2 separate regions of the Ovis aries genome follow, and region 2 is linked to region 1. The links are chromatin contacts, called in public Hi-C maps. All regions are on one chromosome and are shown on one strand. The core of a region is the stretch at or near the end of the contact, and the rest is flanking DNA. Distances in the headings are between cores, read along the strand shown. Region 1 overlaps LOC132658655 (a long non-coding RNA gene). Region 2 has its middle 3.1 kb from the start of TRNAR-CCU.

Region 1 (5,258 bases), core at 987-3,486:
GTGACCATAATTCTAATTCTTCTTTGGCCCCCACCTTAGCTAAATCATTTAACCTCCCTGAGGTCTTTTTATAATTATTTGTGAAATGTGAATTACAAACATCTCTGAAAATATGTAGTAAATGTGGTTTCCCATTCCACATGCTATTCTCTCTCCTTGAAATACATCTACAAAGTTCTTCCCTCTTCTCCTTCCCTTTCTCTCAGCAAATTCCTATATGCCTTTCAATACTTGGCTTAGAATCTGCTTCCTCCAAGTTCTCCAGACTGAAATGGTTGCCTTTCTCTGTCTTCCATAGCGCCCTGGCTCCCTTCCACCATGGCACTGATGCTCTCTTTCATTAAACAGTGAACTCCTTCTCAACAAAGTGTATCTTGACCACCTTGAAACCCCCAGAACCTAGGAAGACAGGACCTAGTACATGACAGATTCTCAGAAAATTCTTGTTGAATGAATAAATCCCACACTCCATAATCCAAGCCATATTTTCTCACTCGCTTGCAATATGGCATATAGATTACACCTCTAGAAATAAGTCAGAGGCTATGAGATCAGAGAGTTGGGTCAGAAAGCAGAGCAAGGGGCAGGAGGTGCCACCACCCAGACACACCAAGACCTTGGCTCCAAGCAATCTCACTAAATGACACAGCAACCACGGAGGGGAGGGCACCCTTTCTGCCCCTTGCCAAGCTGTAAAAAGTGGTGGCAAGAAAGTGTGTCCAAATCTTCTTTCTCAGATCATGGAATCTAACCACCAGAATATTGATGAATCCCAGAGCAAAGTTGGAGGACAAAGTCGAACAGCAGCCAGTATTGTAGAGTCATCATGGGTCTTAAAGTTTATCTGGTCTACCTTCTGCTCTGTGCACAAACATCTCTGGACCCAGTCAGTCAGTCCCATTCATGGAAGGGTTTCAAAAATCTCAAGCCCTTAAGTTTTAAGTTGGCAAACAGAAAAACCTTGTGATTCCTCTGATACAGTGATGTTTTGAGAATAAACAGAACACTTATTATGCACAATGCACTCTCTTGGGAACCACAAGGAATTCAAAGCACCTGTCCCCAAGAAAAGCTCATGATACAGACGGAGCAGAAAGGCCAGTTCAGCTGTGGACACAACTGAGGGCAGCTGTAATAAGGACTGTAAGCTGAGCATCAGTGTGGGAGAGAAAGGCAAAAGCCAGACCTGGGGGTTTCTGCAGAACTGGCCTCATTCCTTTAAAAACCTCAACCAATTCAAATGACACACTTGATTCAAAAGAATCGACTGTTAGAAAAAAAAAAATGGGACAATCGGAAAAATTTCCATCTGGATTGGATTGGGTGAAAGCAAGGAATTATTTCTATTTTTAGGTCTCGAACAGTAATATTATGACATCTGAAATGTCCGTCTTTTTTAGAGATGCAAAATCTAGTATGTATTGAGTTGGCCAAAAAGTTCATTCAAGGGAGTGCTGGCTCCCTTGAGTGAGCTCAAGAACCTGGTTTGTTTGCCTCTGTGTGGATCAGAGCTCCAAACATCAGCCTGGTGGGTAGAGACCCACCTGTGTTGGCCTGTTTCTCAAGGATATGGTAAGCGCTGAGCCAAGAGAGAAGGCAGACGACTACAAATACCGGACCCTGAATGCAGGCAGAGAGGGAGGGCACCAGGACCTACAGTGCTGACTCTTGCCTCAAGGACAGTCCCCTGAACCCTTCACTGGTGGACCCAGTCTCCGTCCAGACAGACCACCAGTCCCATGTGAGACACTGTTGCTTCCTTCTTGGGACACATGGTCTTCTTGGGAATGTAGTTCCCACTGCTCCTTCTCCTCTGGATTCTCCAGCATCTCCAGAGAAAATAGATCAGAGATGACCACACGAGAGTGAGCCTTGGGGTCACTTGCCCAGGACCGCATCCACCTGCCTCTCCCCACCACCCCTCCCATCCCCAGACAGGATCCCACCTTGCCTGGCACTGTCTCTGCGAGGGAGTGGGCTACCTGGCGGGGCTAAATCGGCTGCTGTTGGCCCGTCAGTGCAGTCCCACAACTGTGCACCTCCCCAGGGCCAGGAGGGGCCTCTGCTGGAGTGGGGTGGGCTCTCAGGCCCTGCCAAAACATCCTACCACCTCATCTCAGGCCTGATTTGCCTCTGACTCACCCAGTTTTTCTGAGATCACAAAACAATGAACCCTGGTCATATCTCCAGAATGGACTTGGTGTTCACTGCTGGGGTTAATTGCCCTGAACGACCTGAGAGTCTTCCTGAAACCACTGTGGTTCACTCGAGTGAGGCAGGAGGTTCCTCTCTCATAAGCTTATCTTCACCACGCAGCCCTGGTAAGTAATTGCTGAGGGTTGCAAAATCAAAGGGAAAATATTTACAATAAAGGTTGACCTAAAAAAGATCTAGACCGGGGTCAGTGTCCCTTCAGCTTGGCCTGACCAATTCCAGACAGAGCGCCTCAGGGGAAGGCAGGGCCTTGGGTACAAAGAGCGTGGGTTTGGAGTAGGCAGAGGCCTGAGTTCAAATCCTGCCTCCCCACTTAACTAGTTGGGGCAACAGAGTTCATCTCAGATGAGATTTCCTATCTCAGAAGGTTTTGCAAAGGAATTGAGATTCGTGCAAGTGAGATGCTTGGCATGAAATAAACATGTTTGGCCTCCTCCTCCACCTCTACACATCAGATTCCTCACCTTTTAAAAATATTTACTTATTTATTTGGCTGCATCAGGCCTTATGTGCAGCACCCAGGATCTTTTGTTGCAGCACACTAACTCTCTACTTACAATGTACATACTTAGTTGCTGCTCAGCATGTGGGATCTTAGTTCCCTGAACAGCAATAGAACCTAAGTCTCCTGCATTGCAAGGCAGATTCCTAACTACTGGACCAGGAGGAAGTCCCCCAGCTTCCTCACCTTTTAGATTAAAAAGCTGGAGGAGGTGGGTCTCAAGGCCACTTTCAGCTCTGACTTCCTGCTGTTCCCTGAAATCACAGGGGTTGTAAGTTCCTCTCCTGTGGAGGATAGGGTGATGCATTCTGCATCCAGCTGCCCTCCTGGCCTCTAACTGACAGGTTCTGGGCTCGGCTGCCATTGTAAAACCACAGGGACACCAAAAGACCTGGGTGGAGGCCTGGTCGCACAGCCTGGACAGGCTCCTAGCCTCCCCTCTCCATCTCAAAGGGCTTCTCTGCTCCATGCACAGCAGGGGTTTGTCCTTTCTGATTTTGTGCACTCTCTCAAAGGTTACCAGCCGAGGACTTCCCTGGTGGCCCAATGGTTAAGAATCTGCCTGTCAATGTAGAGGACATGGGTTCGATCCCTGCTCCAGGAAGATTCCACATGCCGAGGGGAAACTAAGCCCATGCACCGCAACTACTGAAGCCCGCCCTGTAGAGCTCGTGCTCTGCAACAAGAAAAGCCACCGCAATGAGAAGCCCAAGCACAACTAGAGAGTCGTCCCCTCTCTCTGCAACTAGAGAAAGCCTGCAAGCAACAATGATCCCGTGCAGCCAAAACATGAGTAAGTAGTAATTTTTATAAAAAGGTTACCAGTTGGGTAGAAATGCATTATAAGACATTCAGACTTTAGCCATTGTCCTGATGGGCAGCTTAGTGGAGAGAACCACCCTCGGGCAGGTACTGGGAGATGAATTCACTCCTCGCAGGCTGATGGCTTTGGGCTCAAATGCTCCTCTAGTTCCTCACCCCTCCAATGACAAGCCGCCATATCCACTCTTGCTCTGTTGGGTGAGATTTTCCCATCAAATGGTAGATCTTGTGAATGTTTCTGAAAAATATGAAACTCTGGGAAAACGGGAGGGATTGTGGGGACTCCAGCTTGGGTCTCTAAACCAGACCTCCCATTCACCCTTCTGTTGTCCTGGGAAAACCCAAGACAAGAACTGGCCAAGCCCTTCACAGGAGGAATCACTGGAACTCTTTCTCTAACCCTTGGGGAGTAGCTGGCTGCCTTTCCATGGGAAAGCACATGGGATAAGCTGTGTGTCTCTCATGACCTCTAGGTGAGTGACCACATGCTCCCTGTACCCAGGCCATTTCAGTTTATTCTCGTTACCCAGAGTAATCATTAACAGCACCTCCTTTTATTTTCAAAATAGCACCCCAGCTGTGCAAAAAGGTATACGGTCACCATCCCTCCACGCCAAGTACTACGTCTACAGCCAAGCTGGATTGCCTTGACCTTGCATGCTCAGTCGCGTCTGACTCTTTGCAACCCAGTGGACTGTAACCTGCCAGGTTCCACTGCTCATGGAATTTTCTAGACAAGAATACTGGGATGGGTTGCCGTTTCCTATCACAGGGGATCTTCCTGACCCAGGGATCGAAACTGCATCTTTGGTGTCTCCTGCATTGTCAGGCAGATTCTTTACCAACAGCACTACCTGGGAACCTCTGCAATGATTCATCATCTGATGCAGATGTCACCCCCATTGCACTTCTGCAAGAGGGGACACGGTTTCAAGGGGGATCAGAGGGTGTCAGGCCCAGACGTACTCACCAGCCTCCTAAGAGCAGGGGCACAGTGCTGTTCTGTGGCCCTTGGAGACCGGTTCCTTCCTCTCCTCAATTCCTTGCTCATCCAGCTCCATCCGAAGGCTCAGCTCTGCCAGTACCAGCATGGCCCGCCGCTCACCCAGAGCTGCCCCCAGCTGGGCCTCCCAGGTCTCAGAGCTGCTTCCGTTTGAGAACCGCCCGGGAGCCAAGGACATTCTGTGCCGAACAGACTGAAGCTCCTCATCCCCAGGGCTGACTGTTCTCAGCTGTTACTACATCATGACAAGAGAAACTTGAAGGAAGGCTTGGGATGCCACAGATAGTTGAACTGTTGATGTTTAAACATATTTTTCCCTCTCAGCCAGCAATTCTGTGGTTTCTCTTATTGGGTTGGAAGCCCTCTAGAACACTTCATGTTGACAGCAGTTTGTAATTATGTCACTTCCACCCCCTCATGTGCCCAAGAGGGGCCTCACAGAACAAGCACTCGTCCCATTTCACAGATAGGGAGACTAAGTTCAGAACAGGCAAAAGATGCTGATCTTTCACTTGACCTAGCCACGCAGGCTTCCTTCTAATCAAGACTTTGACTAAATCGTTCTCACACACACATACACACGCTTACACAAACTCGAACCGTTTCCCAGGGGACCTTGTATGGTTTCCCCTCTCTGGTTTTACTCGTGATACTTTCCTACTTCCTGGCTATAAATACCCCGAGGTCAAAGACGTCTCTTGGTTTCACTACATCAGC
Region 2 (5,655 bases), core at 1,199-3,698, 190 kb after region 1:
AGATCCAGAAGATCCCCTGGAGGAGGGCATGGGAACCCACTCCAATATTCTTGCCTGGAGAATCCCATGAACAGAGGAGCCTGGCGGGCTACAGTCAATAGGGTCACAAAGAGTTGGACATGACTGAAGCGACTTAGCACACACGAGCACTTCAAAACACAAGATTATGTTCCATGCCTGGGTCACACAGAATAAAAGTTGAAAAGCCTCCCTCCCTCGGATCAGTGGCCTTTGGGAGCCGAGGCCAGCAACAGGGGACTCTGTTTTCTCGTGGGCAGGACACATAACACACAGCAGAGAAGAGACGCCAGGGCTGGCTCTCCTACCTCCCACCACCACGCTTTCCAAAAGGCCATTTGGCTCCAATGGATCATATGACTTGTTCTTAGAGTTACATTTTAACTGACAAAGTTTAACAACAACTATGACTTATGGCCTTCTAAAATTGGCAGCAGAAAAATGAACTGAGGAAGTAATGGAAAAAAACCGCAAGTGAAGGCATTCTGTAACATGCACGGTTTCTGTTGTGTGTGTGTTTTTTTCCTTTCTAAGCATGTATATGTGTGTGTGTGTATTTTCAAATGGTAGAAAATATTTTCCAGATACACTGCCCGGGCATTTCCAAGCACGTATTTATGCCAAGTTTATAAAAAGCAGCTGCAGACAGGGTTGACCGAAAGGATTGCTCTGCTGTCTGGCTTCCAGAAGGTGCTTGGGTCCTAGCTCTGCCATCAGGACACATTCTTACCTCCTAAAGCTCTCTCACCTGTGTCCTGCTCCCGAAAGAAGACAAACCTCTTTGGGGGCCCCGTGACCCAGAGGGACGTGGGGCCCCTGCTCTCCTAGGCATTCACAACATGCTTTTGCTTTGCAGGGTCCTATAATGACCTGTGCTTTATCACTTTTAGTCATTTGAAATCCCCACGCAGACACAGAAAGGAAAGGGTTCCGAGGCGCATTTCATAAATATCTGGACGACCTGCTTGGAGGGGCAGAATGGTGGGAGGCCCATCGGCGTCAGTTTCTGAATTGTGCAGAGCAGACTGTGGAACTGCGTGGCTGAGCCTGTGTCAAACTGTCTGCATCTTCTCACGTGGACCTGAGACTCTCCAGTCCCCTCCCCTCGGCCCTCAGTGGGTGAAGCCCCCAGCTGCCCAGTGAGAAGCTCCAGCCTCCCTTGCGCCCTGGAGGGGCCTCTCCCTGGGACACCCTGAGCCACTGTCTGCCTGCACCCACATCCAGACGCTCACTGGCCTGAGGCAGGCCTTATGAGGCAAGGCCTTAATGAGGATGACCATAACCTGCTCCCTCGCTCTCCCGGGGGGTGACTAATTCATTAATCCTGGGAAGGCCCTTTGCAGAGGACAGGCAGGGTATTACTCATGGGACTGAAGGCAGGCACCTGACCCAGTCTGGGCCTGAGTCAGCAGAGAGACCTCCCACCTGCAGGCAGGCTGGGCGAGCTGGCCGGGCTCCCTGCTCAAGGTCAGGGTTGGCCAAGGGGAGGGGTGTGGCCAGCACACCTCCACAGAGTTTGGGAACCGTGTCTCATGGGCGTTTGCATGGTTGAATAAGCCTTCAAATGACTCTGCCAAGAGGCCAGCACACCTTGAGAATATCAGTCAAGACAGGATTTCCTGGTCATTGTTAGGGGAAAATGCTTTTCTCAGAGCGAATTCCTCCCAAGAAATGTTGTTTTCGCCTCCCCTGAGAGGGAAGCGAGCTGAGGCAGCAGCGACGGGCAGTCTGGGGGACCTGAGATAGGTGTGCAAACGTGGGGGACAGCTATGTTTTCTCTCCTCCAGCTCTTGGTCCTCTCAGTCTGCTCCCCACTCACATCTCACAGGAAGAGGAAGTAGCAGCCAGAACTGGGAAGCAAGGGTCAAAACCAGTGCATGAGGGCGAGGGCTGCTCAGGCCTCTACCCACCCTTGACCCAGCGGAGGGGGTTCTGACACAGCGGCAGCTCAGAAGCCAGGAACAGAAAGCTTTTGAGTGGCCAAGTTGACGCCAAGATTCCACTGCCGAGAGCCCGTTTCCTGCACTCGGCACATTCTTCCCCGCCCCTTTCCCCCTTCCAGCCCCTTCTCCCAGTGACCCTGCTCCACGCTGCCTCTGTGCATGCAGCCCTAGTTTCTTTTTCCTTCTAGAACACAAGTCATGCGACCAGAAGGATTGCAGGCACTTCTGCTTTCTCTTTTAGGCCCCCAGGTCCTTATAAGTCTTTCACGGCCCTTGCTGCTTCCCTAGATTGCCTGAAACTCTAGAGGGGCCCCCACCCCCACCACACACAGAATGATAAAGATGCAAAAATAGGATGGACAGAGGGGACCCTGAGGGCAGAAAAGGAGGCAGCTGGGCTACTCCTCTTTGCAGGCACCCAGGGACGGACAGGGCAGACTGGGTTGGGGGCAGAGCAACAGGAACAGGCTACGAAATGATTTTGTTCTGTTCTGTTTGGAAGGAGGTGGGTGGAAATGACAGTTTGGAGAGGATTGGAATGAGGGAAAACGGTTTCAGGGGAGGAAGCCTCTTTTCTCCAGTTCTAACAGTGCCATCCAGTGGCTGAGCGAGCAGGCGCAGGGCAGAGGTGCAGGGCAGAGCCTCTGGACAGCCCCCACGGCCCTGTGGAGAGAGGAGCGGCCGGACTTTCAAAGGGCACCCAGCTGATGGCCGGGGGCCAGCCTCCAGCCGCATAGCCAAACTCTTCCCTAGAATGGTTTGCAAGGACACGGCCAAGAGAGCTCCCCAAGTGCACCCTTAAAAACCCCAGTGGAGGGACTTCCCTGGTGGTCCAGTGGCTAAGACTCTGCAGTCTCGACGCAGGGGTCCCGGCTTCGATCCCTGGTCAGGGAATGAGATCCCACGTACTGCAGCTACAGATTCCCCATGCCACAAGGAAGATCAGAGATCCAGTATGCTGCGATGCAGACAAATAAATAAATAAATAGATAAGATATAAATTGTGTTTCCCGAAGGACAAATAAGATGAGCTTCTTTTTGAAAAATAAAATAACCCAAATGGATAGAGGCGACCAAGCTTACCAGGTTCCTGCTTCGTTTAGCTTCTGCCTACCCACACACAGGCGTTGCCTGGAGGCGTTATCCCATGAGAGACACCAAAGCGTATTTGCAACCGGAAAAGTGGTCAGTGACCAGAGCAAGCCTTTCTGGGCCCTCAGACCCTCGTCTATGTTCAAGGGAGAGCGAGGGCAGAAGGATGCTGAGCGAGACGAGGCAAGGTGAGCACACCTACGGAAACCTAATCAGGCTAAACTTCCAGCTCAGGACACAAATCTCCTGGCATTTCATTTGACTGTAGTTGCTTTCTTTTTTTTCTTTTTTCAACCCTGTAAATCAAAATCAATTTGGCTTAGAACTCCACAAATAGCTTTCTTTCCAAAGAGAGGCATTTTACTAAAATAGGAGACTTTGCCAGCTGTTGTGTGTTTGGTACCTGGAATCAAGGAGCAAGTGGACCTCCATAAGAACGTTCCCCCAGGAGTCCAGGCTCTTGATGCTCTTCACACCCTGACGCTGAGCTGCTGTGAACCTCTGAGGCAGTGACCTCATGTGCTAGCTTCTGTGCTCAGTTTTATCCGGCTCTTGTGACCCCATAGACTAACCCGCCAGGCTCCTCTGTCCATGGGCTTCTCCAGGCATGAATACTGGAGTGGGTTACGATGCCCTCTTCCAGGGGATCTTCCCCACTCAGGGATCGAACCCAGCTCTCCTACATTGCAGGCAGATTCTTTACCGTCTGAACCTGTTCCATAAAACCAGGAGATACAGTGAGATCCACAGTTTTCAAAACTCACTCCTCAGCACTAGCAGAGGGATATCAGTTTGGCGGGACTTTGGTTACCACCTCCTTTACCAGAACAACTCGGCCTTTGTCCATTTTTTTCCATAGTTGGCTGCTAGGCAAGATCTTACAGACAAGCAAAAGTTAGGAGAATTCAGCACCACTAAATCAGCTTTGGGCTTCCCTGGTGGCTCAGACGGTAAAAGTGTCTGCCTGCAATGCAGGGGACCCGGGTTCGATTCCTGGGTCGAGAAGATCCCCTGGAGAAGGAAATGGGAATCCACTCCAGCACTCTGGCCTGGAAAATCCCATGGAAGGAGGAGCCTGATAGGCGACAGTCCATGGGGTCACAAAGAGTCAGACATGACTGAGCGACTGAACTGAACTGAACTGAACTGAAATCAGATTCACAACAAATGCTAAAGGAACTTCTCTAAGCAGGAAACACAAGAGAAGGGGGAAAAAAGAAATACACAAAATAAACCCAAAACAGTTAAGGAAATGGTAATAGGATCCTACATATCGATAATTACCTTAAATGTAAATGGATTAAATGCACAAAAGACAGAATGACTGGGCAGACGAAAACACGCGCATGGATGCCCTTCCACTTACCACATCACTCTGCTTGGCCCCCAAATAGTATGTAATTATTTTATATTGTTAGTTTAATCATGTTTCCATTATGGCTTGCACTTGTAATGATTTTTTATGTTTTGTCTGGCTATCGATTGTGAAAACGTCTTCTACAATTGAAAATAAAAGATCTTATATGAACAAAGGGTTCCACAGTGCCATAGCCAATTTTTTTTAATTTTTCATTTTATTTTACTTTACTTTTCATTTGGCTGCACCAGTTCTTAATTGTGGGATGGGGAATTTAGTTCTGCAACCTAGGATCAAACCCGGACTCTCTATGTTGGGAGCACAGAGTCCCAGCCACCACCAGAGAAGGAGCACCAGAGGTCTCTTCGTGGGCACTTCTGAGGTGCTTGCCTGGACCACAGTTGTCATGACCCCCCACCACGCCAGCAGACGCCCTAACACCACGTCTGTACGTCGTCACTGCATTCCCAGATGACGACTGACTACCCAAGAGATGGACAGCTGTCCCAGGCGACCCAATCTGGTTCTTCCTCCCCAGAATTTGAAAGTGGGTCAGACTGGGTCCAAGTCAGTCTCCCATCAGAGCTGAGGTGGCCAGCAGGGAATGGGTGTCTGGGATTAGGGGAGGAGGGAGGAGCCCCGAGCAGCTTTCCACTCCCCGTGGGGTTCCCCCAACCTCCTCCCGCCATGTCCCCCTTCAGTAAACAATGTCACCTGTTAAAAGCTGCCATGTTCCCCTTCAGTAAACATCCCCTATTAAAAGCTTTAAAAGCTCTAGACAGGATCCTCTAAAAGCTTCTTCCTGTCTCTAAGAAAAAGCGAGATCACCCCGCCCAGTGCAATACACCTCATCTCCCTGGAGCCACATTCTGGTTTTTCTCTTTTTCAAGTGCAGTTTCTGGGACTTCCCTGGTGGTCCAGTGGTTCAGATTCCGCGCCTCCACTGCAGGAGGCGCAGGTTCGATTCCTGGTCAGGGAGCTAAGATTCCACATGCAGCAAGACACAGCAAAAAAGAAAAACGGGCAGTTTCTAAATAGACTTTGTAATTTTACGAACTAAAATGTTTACTGCAGTAGGCATGTAATGACTCAGTACAAAGCAACATTATCATTGCCTCTGTGATTAGTATACTCAAAAGCCATTTATAAATCAATCATTTTCCTGCTGCTATACATTTTAATTTCAAAAACATTTTGTTGTTCCTATGTTCTCAGACCACATTACTGGTAACACATTTCAAAATT

The links. Hi-C and Micro-C count contacts between places; a contact is called where the count stands out from the background.
Region 2: a Hi-C map of liver shows a contact between it and region 1, with 6 times the contacts expected there. The contact joins two enhancer-like sites. A contact is called at or near these places in 2 of 16 Hi-C or Micro-C datasets (liver and skin fibroblasts).

Annotation. Positions count from the first base shown.
Region 1 is chr25:7,023,260-7,028,517 of ARS-UI_Ramb_v3.0, forward strand. The region is part of intron 1 of LOC132658655 (a long non-coding RNA gene); the gene reads right to left. Among named protein-coding and RNA genes, the nearest start is that of TRNAR-CCU, 190 kb to the right of the region's middle. Within about 2 kb of position 2,237, at least 7 of the 54 cell types and tissues checked have an H3K27ac peak or open chromatin away from gene starts, as enhancers often do. A contact at or near this core is called in liver, where this site is marked.
Region 2 is chr25:7,216,708-7,222,362 of ARS-UI_Ramb_v3.0, forward strand. No RefSeq gene overlaps it. Among named protein-coding and RNA genes, the nearest start is that of TRNAR-CCU, 3.1 kb to the left of the region's middle. Within about 2 kb of position 2,449, at least 32 of the 54 cell types and tissues checked have an H3K27ac peak or open chromatin away from gene starts, as enhancers often do. A contact at or near this core is called in liver, where this site is marked.